7 separate regions of the Mus musculus genome follow, and regions 2, 3, 4, 5, 6 and 7 are each linked to region 1. A link is a contact called in public promoter capture Hi-C data. All regions are on one chromosome and are shown on one strand. The core of a region is the stretch at or near the end of the contact, and the rest is flanking DNA. Distances in the headings are between cores, read along the strand shown. Region 1 holds the start of Pttg1ip (pituitary tumor-transforming 1 interacting protein). Region 2 holds the start of Gucd1 (guanylyl cyclase domain containing 1). Region 3 holds the start of Specc1l (sperm antigen with calponin homology and coiled-coil domains 1-like). Region 4 holds the start of Arid3a (AT rich interactive domain 3A (BRIGHT-like)). Region 5 holds the start of Tmem259 (transmembrane protein 259). Region 6 holds the start of Prss57 (protease, serine 57). Region 7 holds the start of Cdc34 (cell division cycle 34).

Region 1 (3,698 bases), core at 290-2,789:
TCCCAAGATGAAGCTCAGAGACAGTGACTCCACACGCCATTAGTAGAGGGTCCAAAAGCCCTGTCAAAGTGTCCTCAATGTCGCAAATTTCACTCTACGGATCTATAATCTACTACAGGTTCTGTGAAGCACACAAAAAATATTTAAAGGGTGAGTTTTGCCAGGCAGGGCAAATGCTTTATGGTCAGCATTTGAGAGGCAGAGGCAGGCAGACACCTTTAAGTTCAAAACCAAGCTGGGCGTGGTGGCACACGCCTTTAATCCCAGCACTAGGGAGGCAGAGGCAGGCGGATCTCTGAGTTCAAGGCCAGCCTGGTCTACAGAGTGAGTTCCAGGACAGCCAGGGCTACACAGAGACACACTGTCTCGAAAAAACAAACAAAAAAGTTCAAAACCAGCCTGAACCCAGTCTCAAACAACAAAAAAAGGCGAGTTTTGGGATACAGGATACGGTAATGTAAATTTATGCAAATTCCTTGTAAAGACTAGCCGTTTTAAACATCAGCTATCTCCCTATAGAATGTCAAGGAGTAGAATCCTTACACCTAACACGTGGTGGTTGGTAACAGGTGAAGGTTCGTGCCCCCCCCCCTCCCCCCAGTATCGCAGCAGACACCCTTGAGACACTGGGAAGGGTCCTGGGTCTCCACAGGCTCCCCAACACTCTGCCTGGCATAAAGTCCTTACTGGAGAATCTAGCCCCAAGTTCCCCGGGGCGGCCAGGGTCAGCTCCTTTAGTCACCCTCACCAAGGTAGCAGGAGTGAGGCAGTCCCAGACCGGTCCTAGGCATACCTGGGAGCAGATAAGAAACTTAAACAGAGAGACGCGACAACTGGCAAAAGGTCACAAAGAGAAAACACACCGTGACAGGCTAGAGTGTAAAGACACCTTGAGAGAGCCTGAGCTAACAAAAATACTCTCTTGCAGCGCCTCATCAACTCTAGCGAGCGTACAAAGGTCAAAGTTGACCAAGCCTCAGTCTTGGACACAACTTGTCAGCTCCCTGATTCCCCTCAAACAAAAACAGTGCTGGAATGCAGATGGTCCCCGAGATGCTAAGCAGGTGCCGAGGCGTCGGTTCCGACTAGCCGAGTCTTTCGTGCCTCAGGGCACGACGTTAACTTCCAGCAGAGGCTGGCTGCCTTACCCAGCTTCAAGGGAGGGCGTGAGCGCAGAGGCAGCCAAGCCCGCGGGCTGGACTCCGCCCTGGATCCGACCCGGCCGCCCTCCTCCTACTCCTCGGCCCCTAGGCCCACGGGCCTTACCCACTCTCGGAGGTTCCTGCGCGGAGGCTCCGGACAGAAGCAACAGCAGCACGGCACCGAGGAGCATCACCCAGTGCGGCGTCAGCCCAAGGTTAGCAGGCGCCATGGTGAGTGCGTCGTCGGCGGGGACCTCAGGCGACTCAACTCCAACGCCGAGCTAGGATGTTTCCACAGTAAGCGCTCCGCCTCCGTAAGCTAGCCAGACGGGCGGAGCTTGCGAGTGCGCAGCCGCTGGCTCCGCCCCCTGACCTCCGCCCGCCTACGGGCGCAGCTGAGGCTTAGCACGCCTGCGCGCTGCTGGAACTGCGGGGAGGGAGCAATAACCGGAGCGTCAGAGCAGCGCGCGTGCGTAGTAGACTACTAGGCTGGGCAGTGGACAGCGAAGCTTTGCCACTTGCTCTGGAATGGAGCTGCTGGACTCTGAGGCGGGTTCTGAGGCTCAGCTGCTCTGCCTAACACAACTGCTCTGTAGCCGCCAACCCTTGGAAACCTCTGCCAGTCCTGTTAATTCTCTGCCAGAGCCGTATGCGTGTCCAGAGGGCAGGTTTTGTGGATTTACGTTAAAACAGCATCCAAGCTGTCTCGAACTTGTTACTGAAAGGCGTTTAAATCACTGAGGGAATGTGGAGGGTGTAGCTTAGATGGTAGAATTGCTTGCCTGGCAACCAATGCATGCACAAAGCCTCCGAGTTCCATCCTCAGAACCTCACAAATGAGTCGTGATAACACACACCTATCATCTCAGCACTTGGGGGTGGAGCATTGGAAGGATCAGAAGTTCAAGGTCTTCCTTAACCAATGAGACCCTGACTCAAAGAAAACAAAACAAATCCTTATTGATAGTGACTGGGGACGCAAACTTGAAGACACAGGAGCTTTGAGTAAGAGGGTACCTTCCCTGCTTGATTGTGCATGAACCAGAGACCTAGATAGCCAGACACCAAAAAGATCAATGCGGGACTCTGGATCCCAAGTTTCTCGACTCATTAAAGACCCAGACTCCAGTAGGAGTAAGCAAAATAGGATACAAGCTTGAGCCCACCAGCTTTATGTCCATTTGATACAAGCTAGTTATGACTGTAAGTGTTGCAACTCTGAAGGGAAAGGCTTGAAGCGTTCCAGCTCCACTCCTGGTGCTGCGGCAGAAGGTTTTCCCAAAGGAAGTATAACAGTTCTGCTGCAGGAGGGGGTTCCCATGGAAAGTGTCACAGGTCTGCTCTGCAGAGGAAGACTTCTCCAGCCAAAGTGTAACAATTCTGCTTTGCCAGAGGGAGGCTTTCCCCAGTGAAAGCGTTACAGCTTTACTTCGGCCAGGCAGGTTTTCCCCAGCCAAGTTCTGTTCCGGGGAAAATGTTACAGCTCTGCTAGAGAGGCTTCCTGGCAATTGGGAGCCAAGGAATACCACAAAGTCACACGACACATGAGGCACACAAGAGATTTATGGAGAGGGAAAAAAAGCAAACAAACAACAGCAACAACAACAACAAAAACAGGAGGGCAGCTAATTCTGCTAGGGTGAAAAGCAGCAGAGAACGAAGCCAAAGGCAGAGCTTATATAGGATTTCTTGGGGGTGGGGCTTCCCGTGGAGATTTCCAGGATGAGGATTGGTGGGATTTCAATTCCTGAGCTTGGGAGGACTCAGGGTCTTTGTATCACTGAGCTGGTCCAGAGCAAGGGAAGTTTAGCAGGGCCCTGGTTAGTGCAGTGCGGGATCTGGGTGGGAAATGAGTGGGACAAAGGACACGCCCCCCTCCAGTTAGTGGTCAGAGTCTCTAAGGCAAGGTTTTGTGGCCATGTATCATTGGATTGGCCAGGGCAGGGGTTCTGGAAGATGCTTTATCTGCATATTCTGCATATTCATGGTTGTGGGGGTGAGGGAAACCTTATAAGGTCAAACAAGGAGTGAAGCCTGATAACTGTAAGGGTAATATGGTGAGGGAGCCAGCTTTCTGGTGCCAGGTTGGGAGTGGGGAGGTAGCCAATGCCTGCCATCCTTGTGTTTGAGGTATCTGAGGTTGAAGATCTCTTGACCCTTCCTCCGAAACCCTAAGCCATTATAGTTTCAGATTCAGGGATTAATGGATTTTCTAAGAGTGGGATGTAGGAGGCAGGATTGTAGGACATTTTCTTAATTAGTGATTGATGAAGAGCTCAGCTGGTTATGGTACCACTCCTGGGTGGTGGTCCTGGATTCTGTAATAAAAAGCAGTCAAGCTACCTAGGACCAAGCCAGTAAGTGGCACTCCTCCATGGCCTCTGTATTAGCTCCTATGCCAGATCTCTGCCCTGCATAAGTTCCTGTCCTGACTGCTTTCAAGGACAAACTGTTAGATGGAATTGTGAGTGACCAGAACTGAGACAGTGAGCAACCAGAGCACAGTGTGGCCATGATTGTTTAATTATGCATCCCCTCACTCTGCTCAAATTCCTC
Region 2 (3,328 bases), core at 115-2,614, 2.1 Mb after region 1:
TCTCACTACAAGACAAAGACTATGCACAGGGCTTTTAAAATGCTGAGATTGGAAACGACTCAAAACCGGAGCACACCATTTATTTGCATGAGAAGACTGTAAGGATGCTAAACACAGTCTCTCTCTCTCGGTGAGGAACCACGGCTTTCAACTTTAGGAGTGTGGGTTTCCATGCTGAAAATGGTAGGGAAACACTGCAGGATGATAGCCAAAGGTTCAAAAAAAAAAGAGTAGCATCTACAAAGTGGATCGAACATATAGCACGGCAACTTGATTAAACTTCTGCAGCAGCGTGGAAAAGAGGGCCACTGCAGGAATGGGAGTGGAGGCAGGGATGAAAGGGACGTTGTAAATGATGATCCAAAAGGAAAGGAGGTAATTAGCAAGAAATGACTGCCCGTAAGCTTCGGAAATCGGTGACCTGAGAAGGCACCGAACGTGCAGACTAGGCGTAAATTAATAACTGTTCAAGGGTTCGGGAGATGAGCTTTGGATAGGCCCTGGCTTCCCGCCCTCCGCTAAGCAAGCCCCGCTGAGCTCCTCCGCAGCGGCCCTTCCAGCTCCTAAACCCCCTGGGGAAGCCCTGGCCTCCTCTCTCCCGTTAGCCGCCTCTCCTCACCAATTAACTGCAGGCTTTATTTTTTTTCCGGTTCTGGCACAAACGTTAGAAGGCGAAGGCGAGAGAACGACCGGCCCGACTCTCACGAATACCACGCGCTCCCAGAATGCCTTGCGCAGGCCCCTCCCTTTCCTTTAAGCCTACTTGCCCTTCACTCTCACTTAGCCGGCTGGGGAAACCAGGGCTCTAGCACAATAGTTCCGGCACCGGAGAGGGCCCGGGGGACCGCCGGAAACACCAATCCTGGAGCCCAACAAGGGAACATGGTAACCCTGAGTACTGTAGTGGCGGATTGGGCGGGATCTGGGCTTGAGCCCAGTGCTCTGGGGAGACAGGAAGTGAGGCTTGGACTAGAGATTTAAGCTTTGGATCCGGCCACCGGCAGGTAAGGGACGCACTGAGCCCTGGGAACTCTCATTATTCCTTGTCTGGGTAAGAAGACCTAAAAGGAGTCGGGAAAGTGTTCCCTGGAGTCTCGATAAGGCACTGCGGAGAACCAGAGCTTCCATCTGAGGCTGCAGAAGAACAGACCTAGCGGAGGGAGAGCGTGGGGAGCCCACGTCGCTAGGGGAAGGGCTTTGGGGGCGGGGCTCGGGGAGGGGCGGGGCTCGGGGAGGGGGAGGGGCCCCCGGAGCGTTTCAGGGAAGGACCTACGGGTAGCGGGTTCTGGAAGGAGAAGTGGGGGTGGAAGGGAAGAGGCGTGGCTTATGGAAGGGGCGGGTTTCCAGCGCCCAGACCTGGAAGGGATTAGGCGTGGCTTGAGGCGGCCTAGCCACCGCCTACCCGGCTCTGAACCGCGGTGGCGGCGGCGGCGGCGGAGGCGGAGGAGGAGGAACTCTGCGCTCACTGGCCGCGCTCGCTGCCCAGCAGAAGTCGCCGCTGCAATCAGCTCCAGGCCGGGGCCATGGGCGCCCTGCGCCATCCGGGTCATGAGGACGGAGGCAGAGGCAGCGGGGCAGCCGCTCGAGCCCGGTCAGTGCCTCTCTTCAGGGCCTTGCCTTCAACCGGGGGAACGGAGGGGGACTCCGCCCTAGAGCCGGGCAGGGTCTGGCCGCGCGCGACCTTGGGTCGTCTGCGGCCTCAGCCCAGCCTGGAGCTTCTAGTGGGTCCTAGCTAGGTGGATATTCCTTCTCATCTCCTGTCCTCCACTTAGGGTCGTTCCTGAGTCTCCTGGGGCTTGAAGCCCAGGGAGTGCTGAGAGCCGTCAAGTGGAAAAGTCCAAGGGGCAAAAAGGCACAACCTTGTCCAGAATCGAATAGCCCTGCTTGAAGCACGTTGGGTGATCCTATTCCCCGGGGAACTGTGGAAAGCCTGAGGCCGAGAAAGAGGGGGAAAGAATGGCTTGAGAGCTCTCAGCAAAGGGGCGGGAAAGAGGGGGAAAAGAATGGCCTGGGAGCACCCAGCAAAGGGAACATCTTTTTCTCAGCGCTTTTTGTCTTGGTACTGTTTTGGTTACTCGCTTACTGGTTCCCTCTGCCCTGAGGAAACCCGAGCCCCTTTGCTTACTCACGAAGTGGGGACAGCGGGAAGTTATGGTGGAGCTTAACACACAAGAGTTGATATTAATAAACTGTAAACAGTTGAGGTGCCATCTCAGGGGAGGGGTCAAAGGTTATGGGACCCAAACCCTTTAGTGTCAGTTGGCATCACGTTCAGGGAGTGGTTCCTTCTGGTTGTAACCTGGAGGAGCTGAGCTTGGACCTGTACTGGGATTACATATTTACTTCTCCAGTTAGCCACCGCTGTGAACTTTGACTAGATCATTGCCCCTATCTTAGCCTCAGCAGATAATGGCTCACTTGTGTAGGGTGACTAAGAGGTAGATGCAGTGTTAAGGTGTTTATAGATAGCATAGAATTAATCTTCATAAATCCCAGTGAAGTAGGTGACCGCTGCTTTCAGTACCTTTTGAGGTGAGCAGACAGGCTGAGAGGGTTAAAGAACCAGGAAGAGCTGTCTGTCTGCTTTCTCTTGTGGCAACCAGACAGCTGAAGCTAGGTCAGGGCTTTCTCCAAAGCAGACCCTAGGTTTCAGGTAGAGGACTGTCTTGGCTTAAGGCATCAATATCCAAAGCAGTTTTGGGCTCTGAATGCCAAAGCTGTTATCAGGACAAACACCAAGGCTGCTTCTACCCTTATCACCTCGCCCCAGAAAGCATCTTCCCTGTGCTAAGCAAGATCAGGATAGTTAAGCAGGGATGTTTGCCTTGTGAGGCCTCAGGATGTAGGGCTTCTAAGGTTCAGTGAAAGAGGAGAGACACCGGAGTCTCTTAGGACCCTGAGGAGCAACTGTCCTATACCACAGTTTAGAGGGCATAGTTCAACTAATTAGAAGCAGAGCTCAGGCCACAGAGTAAGGAGGCAGCCTCCAACAGAGGGTTGTGATCTGGAGGCCTAGAACTGATGGGCACTTGTAGTGACAAGCAGATATTTCAAAGGGTAGACAGAGCTTTCAAAAACCAAAATCAACCCAAAACCTTTTCAGCAGTGTAAGTGGGGAGGCTAAGGAAGCCCTGGCCCTACATGCCCATGGCAGAAACACGAGTGAACACAGAGGATTTGGATATTAGAGATGAGAAAGCAACATTCCAGACCAAAGGTTAGATAAAAACAAAACCTGGCTAGCAATCAGCCTGAGTAGATCAGAGCCATTTACAGCCTCAGTAAGGGTTCTGAAAAGGGAAGACACCCATCTTGATAGAGCCACACC
Region 3 (3,289 bases), core at 475-2,974, 2.4 Mb after region 1:
ATGAGACATTTTTAAAAGGGGGAAAAAGGGAAGGGGGCATCAGCTCTTTCTCAATAGGAAAGAAAATGTAACGAGACCAACATACTTTTTTCTCCATATCCCCTTCTATATTGGTTGGATATTTTGAGACATTACTTCAATTTTTATCAAGCTGGGGAGTAGATATAGCTTAGCTATAAAACACTTATCTAGCCATATTCCATGCCCTTAATACCAAAGATGGGAGAGTGAAGTTATCCATATACGACTCAACCCTCAAGTACACTTCCATCGTCAATTGCTTATATTATCCCAGTACAAGGAAAGGACAAGAGAAAAAAAAAAAAAAGAGTCTGTACAGAATTCAGCACAGGCGTATTGCTTTTCAAACTCTTTCCATTCCTGACATATTGAAAGAGGACCAACCGAACGGTGCCTTTAATGCCTATGCAACAACGCTGGTGCCTCATTCCAAACCTTTAGATAGAACTGTTGTTGCCTGTAGTCCACAGCTGATTTCACCTCAAGATTTAGCTTCCTGAATGACAAGAAGCCTTCCTGGGCTCCGCGATTTGTTTTTTGTTTTGTTTTTGTTTGTAGTTTGAGACAAGGCCTTACTCTGCAGCCCAGTTGGAGCTCATCCAGCCTTGGCCTCGGGATTACAGGTGTAGGCCAAACTTTACGATTCTCTGTCATGACAGTCAAAGGGTGCCCCCTCACCCCGCCGCACTTTAGGACTGATCTTCAAGAGAGTGAAAACAAAAACAAAAACAAAACAAAAAACAAACAACAAAAAAACCCAAAACAAAACAAAACAAAAAATCAAGGATGCCTGCATTTGAATGATCACAGAAATTTTTGTTTGGTTTTAGGCGGCTAAGCCCACCAGAAACCGATTTCTTTTCTAGTGTTCTCTGGGGTATCGCCACCATCTATCTATCTCTCTCTCTCTCTATCTCTCTCTCTCTCTCTCTCACACACACACACACACACACACACACACACACACACACACAAGCCTCTAATGAAAATGCACACACACACACACACGCCTCTAATGAAAATGCAGCATTTCTTCAACAACACACAGAAACATCCACATCCAATCTGACATAATTAGCCAAGTCTCAAGAATAAAGAACACTGCCAGCTTCCAACAGCCAGGTCCTAACACTGCAGGGCGCAGCCTTCGGGGGACCTCCGCTCCTGCTCCCCACCCTCAATGCACCAGATGGGGAGGCAACCTGTCCCAGCCCAGGGCAAGGAACTAGGATGAATGCCCGGTCTCTCCCGACACCACAGGGAACACAAGCACCAGGGTCGCACCCAGCCTCTCCGCAGGGATGAGACCCCCAGCCAGCTGGGTACCACGCCAGCCTGGGTTCCCGGGGGATCTGCGGGGCAAGCTGTGAGGTCCGCCCGGGCAGGAGACGGCGCAGGCGCGGGATGGCTGGGGATGGGGGGGGTGACGAGGGGGGACAGCGCAGGCGCGGGGCCGCCAGGGTCTGCGGGGCCGCCCGGGCCTGGCCGCGCGGGCGGCGCTGAGGAGACGAACGTGCCCGCGGCACAAGCGGAGAAGACCCTGCCCCGGCTCTTACCGCGCGGCACCGCCTCGCTCACTCGCTGGCTCCGGGCTGGGGCCGGGCGGCGAGCTCGCCCGGTGGCGCGGCCCGGTCCGTTGAGTCCGGCCTCAGGGCAACAGCCAACCCCACGGCGCCGCTCCCTCGGCCCGCCCTGTCTCCCTTGCGGCTCCCGCCCTCCGCCCGCCCCTTATCCACCGGTGCCGCCCCCTTCTACTCCCCGCGCATGTGCCGTGATCGGCGCCTCCCTGGGCTGCTACTGCGCAGGCGCCAGCTGTCACACCTCCTCTTCGCGCTGAGTTCTGGACCGCGCACGCGCTGTGCTAGTCGGCGGTGCAACTAGATAACTGCAGTCTTTTGTGCTGGAAGTGCTCCTAGTCTCTCGTTTTTCCTCCAAGGCAAATAGGTCCGCTCTGGTTGAAATGTATGTTTACAGTGTGCTGAACCCGACAGTTGAGAAAAATGCACATGCCAGGCACCCATTATGTTCCCAGCACATGAGCAACACCGGTCCCTACTCCACCCATTAAAGGGAACAAGATCACTAGCATTATAAAGTTAAAGAGTTCTATAAGCTTATGTAATTCCTGTGTAGTTTTTATTTTACTTTTTAAATTTGTAAATGGCTCTATTACTATAATAAAAGCACCATGACCAAAAGCAACCTGGGGAGGAAAGGGTTTATTTGGCTTACAACTCCCAGGTCACACACCATCACTGAGAGAAGTCAGGGCAGGAACTCAAAGGAACCTGAAGGCAGGAACTGAAGCAGAGAAGCTTTGGAGAAACACAGATTGTTGGTTTGCTCCTCATGCCTTGCTCAGCCTGCTTTCTTATATCATCCAGGATCCCCTAGGGGGTCACACCACATCCTGGTGAGCCTGGCCTCTCCCACATCAATCATTAACCAAGAAAATGCCCTATAGATTTGTATATAGGCAATCTAACAAAGACATTTTCTCAACTGAAGTTCCTCTTCCCAGATAATGGTAACTTAGATCAAACTGACAAGACCTAGCCGGAACATTATTCTTTGATGTTTTCTTTTTAAGAATTTAATCTCTGATTCACTGGGCATAGTGGAACATGCTTTTAATATCAGCACTCAGGAGGCAAAGATGGATCATCTCTGTGAGTACCAGGCCAACGTGGTCTATATAGCCAATTCCAGGCCAGCCATTGCCACATGGTGAGACCCTGTCTCAAATAAATTAGCAAATAGATAAATAAATAAATAAATAAATAAATTTAAAGATTTTGTATATGGATATTTATGTATATGAGTACACCGTTGTTGTCTTCAGACACACCAGAAGAGGATGTCAGATCTCATTATACATGGTTGTGAACCACCATGTGTACACAGGTTGCTGGGAGCTGAACTCAGGAGCTCTGGAAGAAGCCAGTGCTCCTAACCATCTCTCCAGCCCCCCCCTAAATAAATAAATAAATATCTCTGAATGCATTTCTAAGAAAATTTACATGCCTCAAAATTCAAAAATCACCATTTCAACATATTCAGTACCCTACAATTCCTCACATAGTTTCCACTCCTCAATATCAATATCCCTTGACATCATTTATGAACAGAAGCAAATATTTAAATTACGATATGCACTATTTTACTACCTCAATACACAGATGGCATCACACTGTACCTCTTGATCTTTAATTCTTCCTTCTTAACCAGCAGAGCCACAATACATTAGTACATTGAGCCAAAAAAAAAA
Region 4 (3,759 bases), core at 768-3,267, 2.3 Mb before region 1:
TCCACCAGACTCAAGAACTGCTGGAGGGGACATTTCTGGACACTATCTGGCTTGATCCATCGCCCTTCCCCCACCCCGCTGAGCACAAACCCCCCCCCCACGGAAATGCTGAAAGCGACGCCCCCTCTTTGAGGGTGGGGTGGGGGAAGGCATGAGGAAAAAGCTAGAGGAAGCCCCTCTCCCAGCCTCCCGTCCCCCCACCCAGGTCTGTTTGGTTTAATGACCCTTCCTGGTGGAGGGTGGGGGAGGGGAACAGGGTAGGCCTCCACTGGTGGGGCTGGTAGCCCTGGAGGGACACAGATGGAAACCCCAAAGCTGCCCCTAGGTCAGGCCTGGACATCCCCCACCCTCTAGAGGTACCGGTACCCTGAGCCAACGTTGCCCATCCTTATAGACCCCTCCCCCAGCCCTTTGTCCTTGGCCCCCACCCTCAATTTATGGCATTCTCAGAAAGATCTACTAGGAACTGGTAGCTGGTGTTTGTGGAAGGGGGATCTGGCTGCAGTGGGGAAGAGACCCAGAGCCACACCCTAGTCCCCCCACCACCTCCAAGCCTCAGGTCAGAGAGAGAGAGAGAGAGAGAGAGAGAGAGAGAGAGAGAGAGAGAGAGAGAGAGAGAGAGGGAGGGAAGGAGGGAGGGAGGGAGGGAGAGAGGGAGGGGGAGAGGGAGAGAGGGAAGAGAGAGAGAGAGAGAGAGAGAGAGAGAGAGAGAGAGAGAGAGAGAGAGAGAGAGAGAGGTCACTAGCTCGGCCAGGCCTTGCAAAACACGGTTATTTGGAGTTGTGCAAGGCCAGGGCCCGAGGGTGGCGAAAGGGGCCCCTCTCTCCTCCAAGGGAGGTGGAGGGGGAAGGGCAGGAGCTGGGGAGGGGGCTGGGAAAGAAGGCACTGTGCCCCCCCAGGAGACGTGTGCAAAAACACACCCCAGTCAGAGGACAAATGTAAAACAACAACAAAAAAACAAACAAACAACCCCCCCAGTGGAGTCGGTATTTCAAAGGCTTCTTGGAAAGAGCGAGCTGGGGAGGGGGGGTGACCCTGCTGCCCAAGTCGTAAAAAACGGAAGATATTTGACAAACCCGCTGCGAGTTGACACACACGCGCGCACTCCGCGCTTCCTGCTCCCTCTTTTGTGTCGGGGGGGGGGGGGCAGGGGACCCTACCGGAGGGATCTGGATGGGCGCACCCCGCGGGGCAAGTGGAGACCCCAGTCCCAGTAGTACACTGGAGCTAGGGAACGAAATGGGGGGGGGGAGATGGGCGGACCCCGCTGGACACAGGTTTGGAAGAGAAAAAGAACTGTAGGTACCGGGGCGTGGTGGCGCGCCCGGCCTGGGATTTTCCCAAGCACTTGGGAAGGAAAGCTGCGGCAGGGGGATGGCCTCGAGTTTCAGGCTAGTCTGAGCTTTAACTCGAGTTCTAAGTCAGCCCGTACTACACAGTAAGATCCTATCTCCAAACATCTTTTTTAATTAATAAGAAAAAGCAAAACCATGTTCCCAGAGCGCAGCCCCCAGTCCTCTGCGCGCGCGCACATACACAGACACACACACCCCGGGTCCGTTTCCTTCCGCCAGGGGACAGCGCGCACTCGCGACCCCCGCGCACTCGTGTACCGGATGAAGGTCTCCAAGATCTACAACCGCAACAGCCACCCCAACTCTGATCCGTCAAGTCGCATACTCAGCCCTGCACCCCTCTACGCGCGCGTCTTTGCCTAACTTTGGAGACCCCGCAATTGTCGGTTTCCAGGGTGCCCTACGCTGCCACCTTTAGGAGAGATCGCTAGAGCCGCGCTGCAAAAGGCCTTACCGCCCGGGGTGGCCCGGGGGGCGCATGCCCCGGTGCCCGGAGCCCAGCCCAGAGTCCAGCCTGCTGGTGGCCTCCGGTGGCCTCTCTCCCCCTTGGCCTCCCCCTGGTGCCCAGTGCACGCTCCTGGCTTCGGGGTCACCCGCCTCACCGAGTCTCCAGGCCGCGTCTACATCTCCATCCGTCTGGATCGGATAGGGACGAGGTCTCCGCGCGCGACCGGGCCCCCCGCCCCGCCCCTCCCCCACCCAGCAGACGAATCGCCGTGTGACAAATTGCTCTCAGATGCAAATACCTCGCCGGTGATTCAGCAGCCCCGGGGACGCAGGAGGAGGTGGTGGGTGTCTCTCCAGGGTCCCCCTTTCCAAGCTTTCCCAGGACACCACACCGGGGTCCCCCTTCTCCAACTCAATCTGAGGACGTCCACGGTGGGAGGAGGTGGAGGGGAGCCGGAGAGCCGCCACAGAGTGGACGGAAAACTTCAGGTCGCGGCCCCTTTAAATGATAATAAATAATAAAAGGAAGGGGGAACCGGACTGAGGGACGCTCCGCCCCCATCTTAGGGACCGTGCGCAAAGTGCACGCCGCAGCCCACGGCGCAGAGGCCGCGAGCGGGAGGGCGGGGCTGCGAGAGCCCCATCGCGGGAATCCCGAAGAGTTAAAAAGGGTTCCTCGCCCCACCTCTGAGCGGAAAGTCACCTGGGCCCCCGGCCGTTTCCTGGTTTCACCCGGAACGCAAGATGGATAAGCCAAGCTTGGAGCTGGAACCTCCGCCCACTATGCTACCCTAACCTTCCGGGCCTGAGGCTCCACGTCTCTGAAATGGGCTTAAAAACCCCCGGCTAGGCTAGATCTGCGGGGGCTGGGACGCTGGGGTGTGAGGGCGCTGCGTGCGCAAAAGCACCGGGTTGGGCTGCGCGCGCGTTCGAGGAAATGCGAGGAACCGTGACGACCGTACCTAGGAGCGAGGGAAAGGAGGGCCATCCTTTAACCAACTCAGTGAAGCCCCTGCCTCGGTCTACCCAGTTCGTCTCGGGAGAGTACTGGATTCTGAGGTCCCATTTTGCAGGCTGGGAAACCGAGGCATGATGTGAGCTCAGCTAGAAGTTGAGACGATTCTAGTGGGTAACGCCAGTGCTCAGGGCAACCCCCGACCTCGACTAGTTCCCCATAGGTGGTGCTCAGGTCCCTTGTTAGACTGTTGTGGGGATCTTGAGCAGTCTGCCCCTTGAAAGCCACTTGTGTGAGTGTCTGGAGAGATGGGGTGGCTCCGGCCAATCCAAGTTCCCGGAATCCTCCCTAGAATCTGAGACTGCAGCAGTTGCTTGGAACCTTAGCCTGCAAGGCTAAGAAAGTTGCAGGTGGCAGCGAACTGCGCCTTCAAACTTTAGACACCTTGATGTGTTGGGGTGTGGCCCCGGGGTGGAGCTGGGCCTGCACACCAGCATTCTTCTCCAGCATCAAACGGGCTACTAGCAGATCTTTCTCCCTCTAATCATCTTGTGTGTCCCCTGTAAACTTGGGCAACCCCCCAAAACATTCTGCCAAGATAATGAAAGCAACATACATTCCCATTCTCTCTCTCTCTCTCTCTCTCTCTCTCTCGTGTCTGTGTGTGTGTGAGAGAGAGAGAGAGAGAGAGAGAGAGAGAGAGAGAGAGAAAGAGACCGAGACCAGAAGGGCTTCAGCAGCTCACGCATAGAGGTCCTAGGAAAACTTAGTGGAGTCGGCTTTCTCCTTCCACCTTTATGTGTATTCTGGGATGCCAAGATTCTCAGGACGCCAAGCTTGTCAGCAAGTGCCTTTACCTTCTGAACCTTGTTGCTGACCCCTAAAATACTGTTCTTAGTATTTTTTGATAGAATCTTCAAAGACAAAAGCCTAAATCTGCTGGTCCCTTTTTTATGGCAGGGATATATTTAGCCAAGGGTCCAGGTGGCAAGCATAATGACA
Region 5 (3,311 bases), core at 600-3,099, 2.4 Mb before region 1:
GTCAGGCTAGGTTTTTCTAAAGCTCGGGTCACCCAGGGACGTTTCCTATTTTCAAACAAGTGACAAGTGTATTCCATAATAGTTTCAAGACTGGTACATTTATTAGGTGCCTACTGTGTTGCAAGGTGCTCTGGGTAACAGCAGACGGTGACTCTGGGGTATCTGAAAGCTAGGAGGGAGGGGTTCCCTTCGCTCAGCCGGTAAAGCGCCCCGCCCTTTTCCTGGCCGCCCAGTCCGGATGCAGAAATTCTCATCTTGTTCCATCATACAGATGCTCCTAGTCCTTCCTTCAAGCTGGAGGTATATAGAAGGCGCACAACGTTAGGGCACGGTGCATACAGAGACAGCTCTGCTGCGTCCTAAAAACAGACAGCTTCCTTCGAGTGCGCAGTAACCGGTCAATAAATGCCCTTGTTCAGGCAAATTGTACGGGAATGTGGCAGCTATAGTAGAAAAGGAGACTTCAAAGGGTCAATTGCGTTATTTTGAGATGAAACAAAATATGGAACGCTTCACGAATTTGCGTGTCATCCTTGCGCAGGGGCCATGCTAATCTTCTCTGTATCGTTCCAATTTTAGTATATGTGCTGCCGAAGCGAGCACAAGCGACGGTTTTTTGCCTCAGGTATTTAAAGGCAGAGAAGCAAATTACTTTTCACATACAGTAATTATGATTTTTTTTTGTTTTTGTTTGGATAAAGTAACGTTTTCACATGTCAAAAAGAAAGGCTACCACTCATAACACCGCTCAGAATAATTATCTATCCGCGTGAAAGCTCACATTTAACTAATTAATATAGCTGTCTGGGAGAAGCTTGTGCCAGCGAAGCCTTCTGGGAAGTCATATGCAAATTAGACAGGCACTACGAGGCTCCGCCCCTCAGTGGTAGCCGGATCAGCGCGGAATCCGTGATACTGGTGCGATGGTGAAACTGTCTGCTAGTAAACTATCCATGGAATTTCGCCCTTCAGCGCTGCGGCCGCCAATGAAAACATTATGCTAATGAGCAGTTAGGAAGCCCTGCCTCCCAGGGCAGGGTGGGTAATGAGTCCTCAGCAGACCCCGCCCCTAAGTGAGGCTGTGGCCAGAGTGAAGCCCTATGTAAATAGGCCTTACTAAGTGCGTCTCCGCCCCCTCTAATTCTCCGCCAATAGGAAACCATATACAAATACGACGGGCAACGTCGCCCCGCCCGCAGGTGGATGCAAATGTTTTAGCTTGTTTCTGAGACCACGCCCCACAGATCGCCCACCGCTAACCTGGATCCCTCCACAAACCAAACGAATTACACCCGACACTGCCGCTCAATGCTTAAGATAGAGCTCTGGGCTAAAGACATGGCTAAGAGCACTGACGCCTCTTCCAGAGATCTTGAGTTGAAGTTCCAGCCTCCGTTATGGTGGCTCACAACTCCTTTCTGGTGTATCTGATGCCCTCTTCTGGTGAGACTGAAGACAGCGACAGTGTACTCACATATATAAAGATAAAGCTCAATGCAAATGAATCGTGACACACGACTCCACCCCAGGCCGTGCCACAGTATGTGGGAGTGAATATATGCAAACAAACGGGGCTGCTCTTTAATGCACTCCGTGTAGCCCCTGCAAATTGCAAGCTCACTGCAAACGAGACCGGACAAAGCTTGAAGGAGCACTAGGAAAATAAACTGAACTCCATGGTACTCTGCCCTTTAGCGCTGAGGCGACCCGCATGAAATGTGTAAAGTCAGGCTCCGCCCACTACTCGTGGTGCCCGCCTTTCGGCCCTGAAGCCCGGCCTCCTCGGGCGGCCGCGGCGATCCCAGCGTGCCCCGCGCACGGGCGGCGCTCTGGCCCGGCGCTCTCGCCGGCGTCGCGGGCCGGACGGACGCGAGCAAAGGGGCAGGCGGCGGCGGCGGCCGGGGGCGGCGGGGGGGATCCGGCGGCCGGGACGCGGCGGGGGTCAGCCGGCGGCCGCCGGGGTGACGCGGGGCGGTGATGTCGGAGCACGCGGCAGCCCCAGGGCCCGGGCCCAACGGCGGCGGGGGTGGTGGCGCGGCGCCCGTGCGCGGCCCTCGCGGCCCCAATCTCAACCCCAACCCGCTCATCAACGTGCGCGACCGGCTCTTCCACGCTCTCTTCTTCAAGATGGCCGTCACCTACTCACGCCTCTTCCCACCTGCTTTCCGCCGCCTCTTTGAATTCTTCGTTCTGCTCAAGGTGACCTCTGACCCCTGACCTCTGACCCCTGACCCCAGCTGTCATCCGCTCGCCCACCCCCGGCAACTTTACCACTTGGCTCCTGACGCCTGGATACCCTGATACCACTCTTACAGATGCTATCTCTGGTCCTCACTTCCTCAGCTCTCAGGCCCCGCCTCCTGCCCTTTGGCCTCAGTCTGCCACTTGGGAGCCTAGGCCCCAAATTTTTCCACTCAAGACCAGAGCCCAGTGTCCTCTTGGAGTAGGATTTTGGACTCGAGGTCCACCTTCCCACCTGTCACTCCCATCCTGTCCTGCACCTCCACTGAGAACAATATGGTCATTTCCATTCCATTCCTGACTTTCCACTGTAGACCACCTCCTGTGCTGGAGGCCCTGTCCCGCCTGTCATTTCTATTCTACCCTGATTCTCTCAGTCCAGTCTCTACTAGTCAGTCCCATTCCAGCACACCCTGAACCAACCCCCTGGGGACAGCCCCCTACCCCCCAGTGTCACTGCTCAAATTTTCTGTTACTTCACTGTTTTCAGACTCTTGCCAGGTTTTCTGTGGCTTTGGGTGAGGTCATCTCACTAGGGTCAGCCACAGAGTCACAGCCAGATTGGCCAGGGACCTCTACAGCCAGCACCTGCCCTGGCTGTGTCTTCTTCATGTGCTCCCGGGAGATCCCGGTTCTCGGTCACAAAGGCTACTCGAGGGATGGCACCAGGCTCTCTCTGAGGAGCTGCCTGGGCCTTCTGGTGTTGGGGTCATGGCTTGGTGGCTGGCATGCTGATATTGGAGGGCATTGGTGAGTTTGGGACTCACTCCTGGTGCTTCTCAGAACTGAGCGTTCGGGGGTTTCATAGGTAGATCTAGCTTGAGCTCAAGACAGCTGTGGGCATCCCCTCAGGCCCCAGTTCATTGGCTGCAGATGAGCCCATGCTCCATCTTCCTTCCTGCCCTCCACACCCTCAGGGCTCCGGGTGGGTGCCCAATGTCTAGTCAGAGACAGGGTCGGCTGGATGACAGTAGACCTTATCCTCTTTCTTAACTGGGATAAACAAGCCACACAGCAGCTGGTTTCTGGAGCTGCTGACGTTTCTGGGAGCCCATTTGCTGTGTTTCCTG
Region 6 (3,248 bases), core at 88-2,587, 2.2 Mb before region 1:
CTTTTTGTTTGGCAAGGACTCACTCTGTAAAACAGGCTGGCTTTAATCTCAGAGACCCATCTGCCAGTGTCTCCAGAGAGCTGGAGTTAAAGGTATGCATCCTCTTCAGGCTTGGCTTTCTTTCTGTCCTTATCTCTGTCTTTGTCTTCCCCTCCCTCTCTGTCTCATTCCACCTTCACCTGTTTCTGTTACTCTCTTATGTTCCTCTGGCCCTGGCTCTCTGGGGTCTCTCCCTCCTTCCCCTCCTGCTCTGTGTCTGGTCACTACTACCTTCCTGAGCCCTGGCTCCCTCAAAGGCCAATGGTGCAGAGCTTCCCCCTGCATCCTCAGTGGGGGATGGAGTGACCCTTTTGGGAGGTTGTTGCTAAGACAACAGTGCCTTCTCCTGCAGGATGCCCTTGCTGACCCTGAGCCCTCTCCCCTTCCTGAGCTGTCTGGGACCACTGTGCACCCTGAGTTCACCCAAGCCCCTCTCTGCTCTTAGGTACCTACCATTTGCATCAGCCCTGGGGTGGGTCCTACAGGCCAACTAGGGCATAGCCTGTAGCAGACTTAATTAAAGCTGCAGCATCTGCTAACAAGCATGGACCAGTACAAGCCCAGCCAGTGTGTGCTCTGGGCTCCATCTCACAACCTAGGGGAAGCTTATGTTCCCACCTTACGTGGGTCCATGGTAGACAACACCTGTGGCCTTAGCACTTGGAGGATAGAGGAGGGAGAGGCAGGCAGGCGTTCAGGGCTATTCTCAGCTGGATAGCTAGTTCAAGAGCGTATTGAATTAGAGGCCAGATAACTGAACTTTCTCTCCCAAAGGTCCCCACCACGAGGAAACCCAAGCCCAGCACATATCCTGATGGGTGGTCTCTGGACTCCAGACCTTAGGGTCACTCTCTGCTATGTCCCCAGTTCTTCCAAGGAAGTATGGTATACAGTAGGACCTCAGTAAAAGCAATAAAGTCAGCCCAACTCAGAGCCCTCCCCAAAGAACTAGCTTTATGGTCCTCACTGACCTCAGGTTCATGATGGGGAAACTGAGGTCAAGGGTCAAGGTGCTTGCTCCTGGGCTACCTGGCTGGGGACAGACAGATAAGCAGAGTTGGTGCTTCCAGGATGACTGTCCCCTGAGAAGGTCTGAATGCGTTCAGTGGCCAGATAATCTAGTAGGAAGGTACAAGGGGAGTTTGAGCTCACAAACCAATCTTGTTTCTAAACTTCTGGGTTTTCATGAGCAGCACAGTTGGAGACAAGAAACAGTAACGTGGCCTCCCCTGATTTCCAGAAGTGCCTGCTCCACCTTCTGACCACAGACCACAGACCCGGAACAACTTTCTGGACTGAACCGTTGGGTGCCTCCTGCACCTGCAGACCTCACCAGAAAGATGCCATCCTCTACAGCTATGGTGCCTGGGACAAGAGGAGGCTGGCACTGTCTGGTGCTGACTACAGCAGCTGCCCTGACCCAGCTCATGTGGCTCCCTGGTGAGAACTCCAAATGGCCATTAGACCCTACCCAAGGTGACCAGGCTCCCACACAGGATGCACGTGTACTCTTGCTCAGGCAGGAGGCTATGGGGTGGGGGTGGGGCAGCCAGTAGGGACTTCAGCCACCTCAGGTACAAGATCGTGGAGACTGGGCTTCCTAGCTTTTGTTTTGTTTTGTTTTTATTTTTGTGTGTATTAGTGTTTTGCCTGTATGTTTGCATGCCTGCAGTACCTGGAGGAACCAGAAGGTGGCATCAGATCCCCTGGAATTTACAGTCGGTTCCAACAATCATGTAGATGCTGGCATTAGAATCTAAGTCCTCAGTAAGACCAGCCAGGGGTTTTAAATAACGAGCCATTTCTCCAAGCCTCCTATTTTTTAAAAATTACATTTATTTATTTTGAGAGAGTACATGTAGATAGTGCTTGTCACAACCAGTGGAAAACTTGCAGGGGTCGATTCTGTCCTTCTACCATAGGGGTTCCTGGGATTAAACTCAGATTGTCAAGCTTGGTAGCATGTGCCTTTGCCTGCTGAACCTATCACAGGCCCAAAAGGTCTCCTAGCCTCAGTCTTTAATTATCTATCTATCTATCTATCTATCCATCCATCCATCCATCCATCCATCCATGTCTGTCTATCTGTTTGCTTTCAAGACAGGGTTTCTCTGTGTAGCCCTGGCTGTACTGGAACTCACTTTGTAGACCAGGCTGGTCTCGAACTCAGAAATCTGCCTGCCTTTGCCTCCCAAGCACTGGGATTAAAGGTGTGCCCCACCACTTGGTCCCCTCTATTTCTCTTAAGTAAAGTGGGTTTCTCGTGGTCCAGGCACCTTGAAATAGCTGGGCAGCTGAAAAGGGAATCACCTTGAATTCCTGATCCTCCTGCCTCCACTTCCAGAGTTCTGAAACAGCAGGCCTGCACTGCTACACCATGCTTATGTGGTGCTGAGGGTGCCTGGGACTGGCTTTGTCTGTCTGTCTCATCTCTGTCTCTGTCTCTGTCTCTGTCTCTGTCTCTGTCTCTGTCTCTGTCTCTGTCTCTGTCTGTCTGTCTGTCTGTCTCTCTCTCTCTCACACACACACACACACTCACTCTTAGGCGAGGTCTCATCATGTAGCCCTGGCTGGCCTGTAACTCTCCATGTAGACCAGGCTGACTCTGAACCCACAGAGATCCTCCTGCCTTTGCTTCCTGGATGCCTCCCTCTAGGTTTGCCCCTTCCTCTCAGCCCAGCCTCCACCCCTACTCCCTGCCAGGGCTGTGCTCCATTGCCCTTGATTTACCTGTCCTGTCCTTGTCTCTCACATTGCCCCACCTCTTCCAGGTTGCTGTGGGTCCTACATTGTTGGAGGCCATGAGGTAACGCCACATTCCCGGCCCTATATGGCCTCTGTGAGCTTCGAGGGCCATCACTACTGTGGAGGCTTCCTGATTCATACCCATTGGGTGGTGTCAGCTGCCCATTGCTTCAGTGACAGGTGACATGCTGGGGCCACTGAGGGATAAACTTAAGGCCATCAGGAAGCCAGGATGTGACACAGACAGGACCAACTCTCTACCCCCACGCCCGGGCACTTCTGGTGATAACAATCAAACATAATAACTATGATCATCTTCGACACAAGCGACATGTGCTACTGTTTGGACTCACATTAACTGTGGGGAGAGCAGCACAGTCCGGGGACTCCAGCTACCCAGAGGCTGGCTCAGGGGGATGGAAAAATGAAGCTCAGTGTTAGCTACAGTCTGGAACCATGTCTCC
Region 7 (3,322 bases), core at 479-2,978, 2.1 Mb before region 1:
GAGGAACAGGTCAGGTGACCCTGCTCTGAACAGAACTTGTCCTCCTGGCAGTTCCCACTGCCCCTCCCAGCAAATACAGGAGACAAGGTGCTAAGAGCATCCAGATATTTCTTAATTCAGACCACATCCAGGTGGGAGGCAAGGAAGAAGACACACAAACAAATATCTACCATGGCCCTACACTAGGGACCCTAGATTGGCTGGGATTTGTGCATCCACCCGGTCCTCATCTTGTCCCTTTTGGCCCTAGCATGAGATTCTGTGATTCTGCTAGTTATTCTAGCCCCCAGTAAGCAGGATGATCTAACTGTGCTGATGGGGGTACCTATAGCTGGCCACACATTTCCAGTGTTGGAGGCTTCCCAGTGTTCCCTGCTCCCAACCACAAGAACATCTGGTGCATTGAGCGTGAAGCCACCAGAGGGCAGACGACACTATCTAGAAGGAAAAATCAGGCCCCTAAGAAGCCACCTGTTCAGTGGAACCTGAGAAAGGCTGTCAGGGTGGGGCAAACACAGAGCTCTAGGGTCCAGGGCCCAAAGAAGGAACCCAGGGTGTGGCTCCAAGATTCAGGGTGGACCCCCCACTGCCCCCTTGGAATGCATTACATAAAGCCTGGCTAGGGCTAAAGGTGGCTGTTGTCCAAGCAGGCAAGGCTGCCAAGGCCCTATCAGGGCCTCTACTGGAACTGGAGCAGGTGGCTGTCCAGGCTACACGTCCCTTCTCTGGGGACACATCGGCCAGCGGCTGCCCTGGTTCTGTGTTCCAGCGTAGGGGGCAGGGCCTTGGGATACCAGCTAGCAGCTGCCCGTGGTCCTTTATGTCTTGGGACAACCTAAGAACCTTTCCAGGTTTTACCACATGCTGGTAGGGTGAGGAACAACCTGGGAAAATGCTTGCCAGCAGGGGGCTCCAGAGGCTTCTGTGTCTTGGGGTAGGGGGAACTAACCGGAGGGGGGGGGTTGAGAGGGGGACGGGACAAGAAGGAAAACAACTGTCCCCGGAGAGACCCTTTACCAGAAGCATTATGGAAGGGTGGGGACAACAGGGAAAGATCCTTTCCCAGGTACAAGTTTAGTCCAGTGTAGGACAACCTGGGAACACGCTGACCAGCAGCAGGCTCTAGAGGCCCCTGCGTCTCGTGGTGGGGAGTTGCCTGGGCATGCGGCATACATTAGCAGTCCCTGATCCTGTAGCCTGTTGGAGGACAGCTTAGGGAGACCAGTCCCCGGGGTAAGGTCAGCACGTGCCCAACAAAAAAGGGAGGAGCCGCTTTGCACGAGGAGCCTGGGAGAGAGGCAGGCACAAAGAGGAAACTGAGGCTCTGCTCACCTTGAAGTAGCCGCCCTCATAGTAGGTGTTGGGGGGCCCGAAGATGGCCACCTCCCAGTTGTACAGGTCACCCTCGTCCACCAGCGTCACCCGGAAGCCCTCCACCGGCTCCTCCTGCAGCCCCTTCAGTTCCAGCAGCAGCGCCTTCTGCGAGCTTGGCACCAGCGGCCGGGCCATGGCGGTGGCGGCGGCGGCGACGGAGGGGCCCGGGGCCGGGCCGGGCCGCGGGACCGGCGCGAGCTCGCGAGACGGACCGGGTCGCGCGCCGGCAGGGGGAGAGCCGCCGCCTTCCTCCTCTGCACCGCCGCCGCCGCCGCCACCCGGGGACCCCGAAGGCTCCACTCGCTCTGGCGCCGCTGCCCGCCCGGCGCTCGCTTCGGCCCGGCCCGGCCCGCGCCTAACGCGCCTGCGCGCCGCAGCCGCCGGGCCTCGAATGCGCCTGCGCACCGGCTCCCGACCCCGAATGCGCCTGCGTGCCTCCTTCGGGCCCCGAAAGCGCTTGCGTGCCACACCCGGGCCTAGAGTGCGGCTGCGCGCCGCTGCTGCCGGGCCGGAAATGCACCTGCGCGCCACTGCCGGGTCTAGAATGCGCCTGTGCGACGCCTCCACCGGGTCCGGAATGTGTCTGCGCGCCCGCCCGCGGGGCACACCGGGAAGTGTAGTCGTCGTCCCCCGCCCTGCCGCGCAGGCGCCTTGCGTTTCCGAAGCTCCGGAGGCCGCCGTCGCCTCCGGCCGGAAGAGCTCCGCGGATGCCTGTGTGCGGGGTGGCCGGCAGGGCCGGGCTGCGCGCTGCGGAGTGGCAGCTGCGGCTTTGGGGGCCTTTTTTTGTGACGTTCAGGGGGCGTGGTTGTGGGTGGGGAATTGGGCGTGGCTTGTGCGGGAGCGGAGCAGGATCCGCCCCTGTTTCCCAGCATGAAGCGTTAGATGGCCCCATTTGGTCTCTATGGGCTCAGGTAGAAGCGCAGGGAATCAACGACTTGGGGTTTGCAGACGTGGCTTCCAGGAGGTGGAGTCTGAACCCCTTCAGACTGACCTTTGACCACACCCTAGTCTTGCTTAAATCGACCAGAAAGCAGTGGTGAGGCATAACCCAAAAGTTTACAGGATCCGGAACAGACACGCAAAGACCTTGAGGTTGTTCAGCACAGACACCCATAACTCCTTTCTTGGACATTTGGTCATTAGTATTGGTGGTGGCAGCATATTTAAGCTTTGCAGCAGGGTGTGTGTGTGGTGTACCCGTGACCTTTAGGGGTGGGTGGTTCTGTCCCTAGGCTGTACTGGCCACTCACCCTGACTGTGGGCGTTCTGGAGGACTACAGCTGCATCAACACTTGGGGCTGGGAAAGGGCAGCTCCCACCACAGGTGCTCCGACATCCTGTCATGTCGGGGATAGCAGGTAGACCTGTTTGGGGACAGGGAAACGGTGTCAAAGGTGGGGCTGGTTGATATGACCAGGGAAGAGCCCAGGGTCCAATGCCACTTCATGTGTGGCACTACCTTGGCTGTCCTCCCCCTGGGAGCCCTAGACTCTTGGGCTAGAAGTCTTTCTGGTCACGCTCTTTTCCAAGGACTTCCAGAAGTATCTGCCCCTGTTGTGCATGTCACACTGCCCATCTTACACTGTCACCTAGTTGTCAGCACATAGCAAGTAGCTCAGGTTTTCCTGTGTGTCTGAGATGACCACTCCCACAGCCTGCACTTAGGAAGCCCTTGATGTATAAACGGACAGGGTGCCCCTCCCTTCAGGTGGAACATACTTCTCCCTACTCCCAGGCGAGCCTGCACCTGGGCTTCAAAGATATCGTGAATGCTGGGTATTGAGCATCTGGGAAGGGTGTTGGCCTGGCTTCTGGTGACTGGGGTCATCTACCTTGACATGTTAGGACATGGATGTCATGATCCAAGTCCCCAGTCACAGACCTTGGTCATCTGATGAGGATAATCCAGGTCTCCTCACAGCAAGGGGACATCCAGTCAGAACATTCT

The links. Promoter capture Hi-C pulls out the DNA fragments that hold promoters and counts their contacts.
Region 2: a promoter capture Hi-C map of liver shows a contact between it and region 1, with 6 times the contacts expected there. The contact joins the promoter of Gucd1 here to the promoter of Pttg1ip in region 1. A contact is called at or near these places in 2 of 39 promoter capture datasets (liver and pre-B cells).
Region 3: a promoter capture Hi-C map of pre-B cells shows a contact between it and region 1, with 3 times the contacts expected there. The contact joins the promoter of Specc1l here to the promoter of Pttg1ip in region 1. A contact is called at or near these places in 2 of 39 promoter capture datasets (liver and pre-B cells).
Region 4: a promoter capture Hi-C map of pre-B cells shows a contact between it and region 1, with 4 times the contacts expected there. The contact joins the promoter of Arid3a here to the promoter of Pttg1ip in region 1.
Region 5: a contact with region 1 is called in a promoter capture Hi-C map of embryonic stem cells, with 3 times the contacts expected there. The contact joins the promoter of Tmem259 here to the promoter of Pttg1ip in region 1. A contact is called at or near these places in 3 of 39 promoter capture datasets (cranial neural crest, embryonic stem cells and liver).
Region 6: a promoter capture Hi-C map of liver shows a contact between it and region 1, with 3 times the contacts expected there. The contact joins the promoter of Prss57 here to the promoter of Pttg1ip in region 1.
Region 7: a promoter capture Hi-C map of pre-B cells shows a contact between it and region 1, with 5 times the contacts expected there. The contact joins the promoter of Cdc34 here to the promoter of Pttg1ip in region 1. A contact is called at or near these places in 3 of 39 promoter capture datasets (embryonic stem cells, liver and pre-B cells), 1 of 484 Hi-C or Micro-C datasets (B cells), 1 of 115 datasets of contacts at active chromatin or transcription factors (embryonic stem cells) and 1 of 9 other capture datasets (adipose tissue).

What each region holds. Positions count from the first base shown.
Region 1 is chr10:77,579,496-77,583,193 of GRCm38.p6, reverse strand. Pttg1ip (pituitary tumor-transforming 1 interacting protein) reads right to left here and starts at 1,539. Exons shown (of 6, transcript NM_145925.3): 1 at 1,267-1,539. The coding sequence starts at 1,372.
Region 2 is chr10:75,515,417-75,518,744 of GRCm38.p6, reverse strand. Gucd1 (guanylyl cyclase domain containing 1) reads left to right here and starts at 1,364. Exons shown (of 6, transcript NM_175133.2): 1 at 1,364-1,591. The coding sequence starts at 1,549. It overlaps Snrpd3 (small nuclear ribonucleoprotein D3), which reads right to left and starts at 703. Exons shown (of 4, transcript NM_026095.4): 1 at 620-703.
Region 3 is chr10:75,210,508-75,213,796 of GRCm38.p6, reverse strand. It overlaps Specc1l (sperm antigen with calponin homology and coiled-coil domains 1-like), which reads right to left and starts at 1,724. Exons shown (of 16, transcript NM_153406.3): 1 at 1,578-1,724.
Region 4 is chr10:79,925,599-79,929,357 of GRCm38.p6, reverse strand. It overlaps Arid3a (AT rich interactive domain 3A (BRIGHT-like)), which reads right to left and starts at 2,017. Exons shown (of 9, transcript NM_001288625.1): 1 at 1,958-2,017. Gm40715 (a long non-coding RNA gene) reads left to right here and starts at 2,367. Exons shown (of 2, transcript XR_001779822.2): 1 at 2,367-2,896.
Region 5 is chr10:79,982,798-79,986,108 of GRCm38.p6, reverse strand. Tmem259 (transmembrane protein 259) reads left to right here and starts at 1,849. Exons shown (of 11, transcript NM_001003949.4): 1 at 1,849-2,199. The coding sequence starts at 1,978. It overlaps Gm26243 (a small nuclear RNA gene), which reads right to left and starts at 603; the gene lies at 497-603.
Region 6 is chr10:79,787,074-79,790,321 of GRCm38.p6, reverse strand. It overlaps Prss57 (protease, serine 57), which reads left to right and starts at 1,337. Exons shown (of 5, transcript NM_001042710.1): 1 at 1,337-1,479; 2 at 2,811-2,964. The coding sequence starts at 1,380.
Region 7 is chr10:79,680,601-79,683,922 of GRCm38.p6, reverse strand. It overlaps Cdc34 (cell division cycle 34), which reads right to left and starts at 1,728. Exons shown (of 5, transcript NM_177613.2): 1 at 1,333-1,728. The coding sequence starts at 1,509.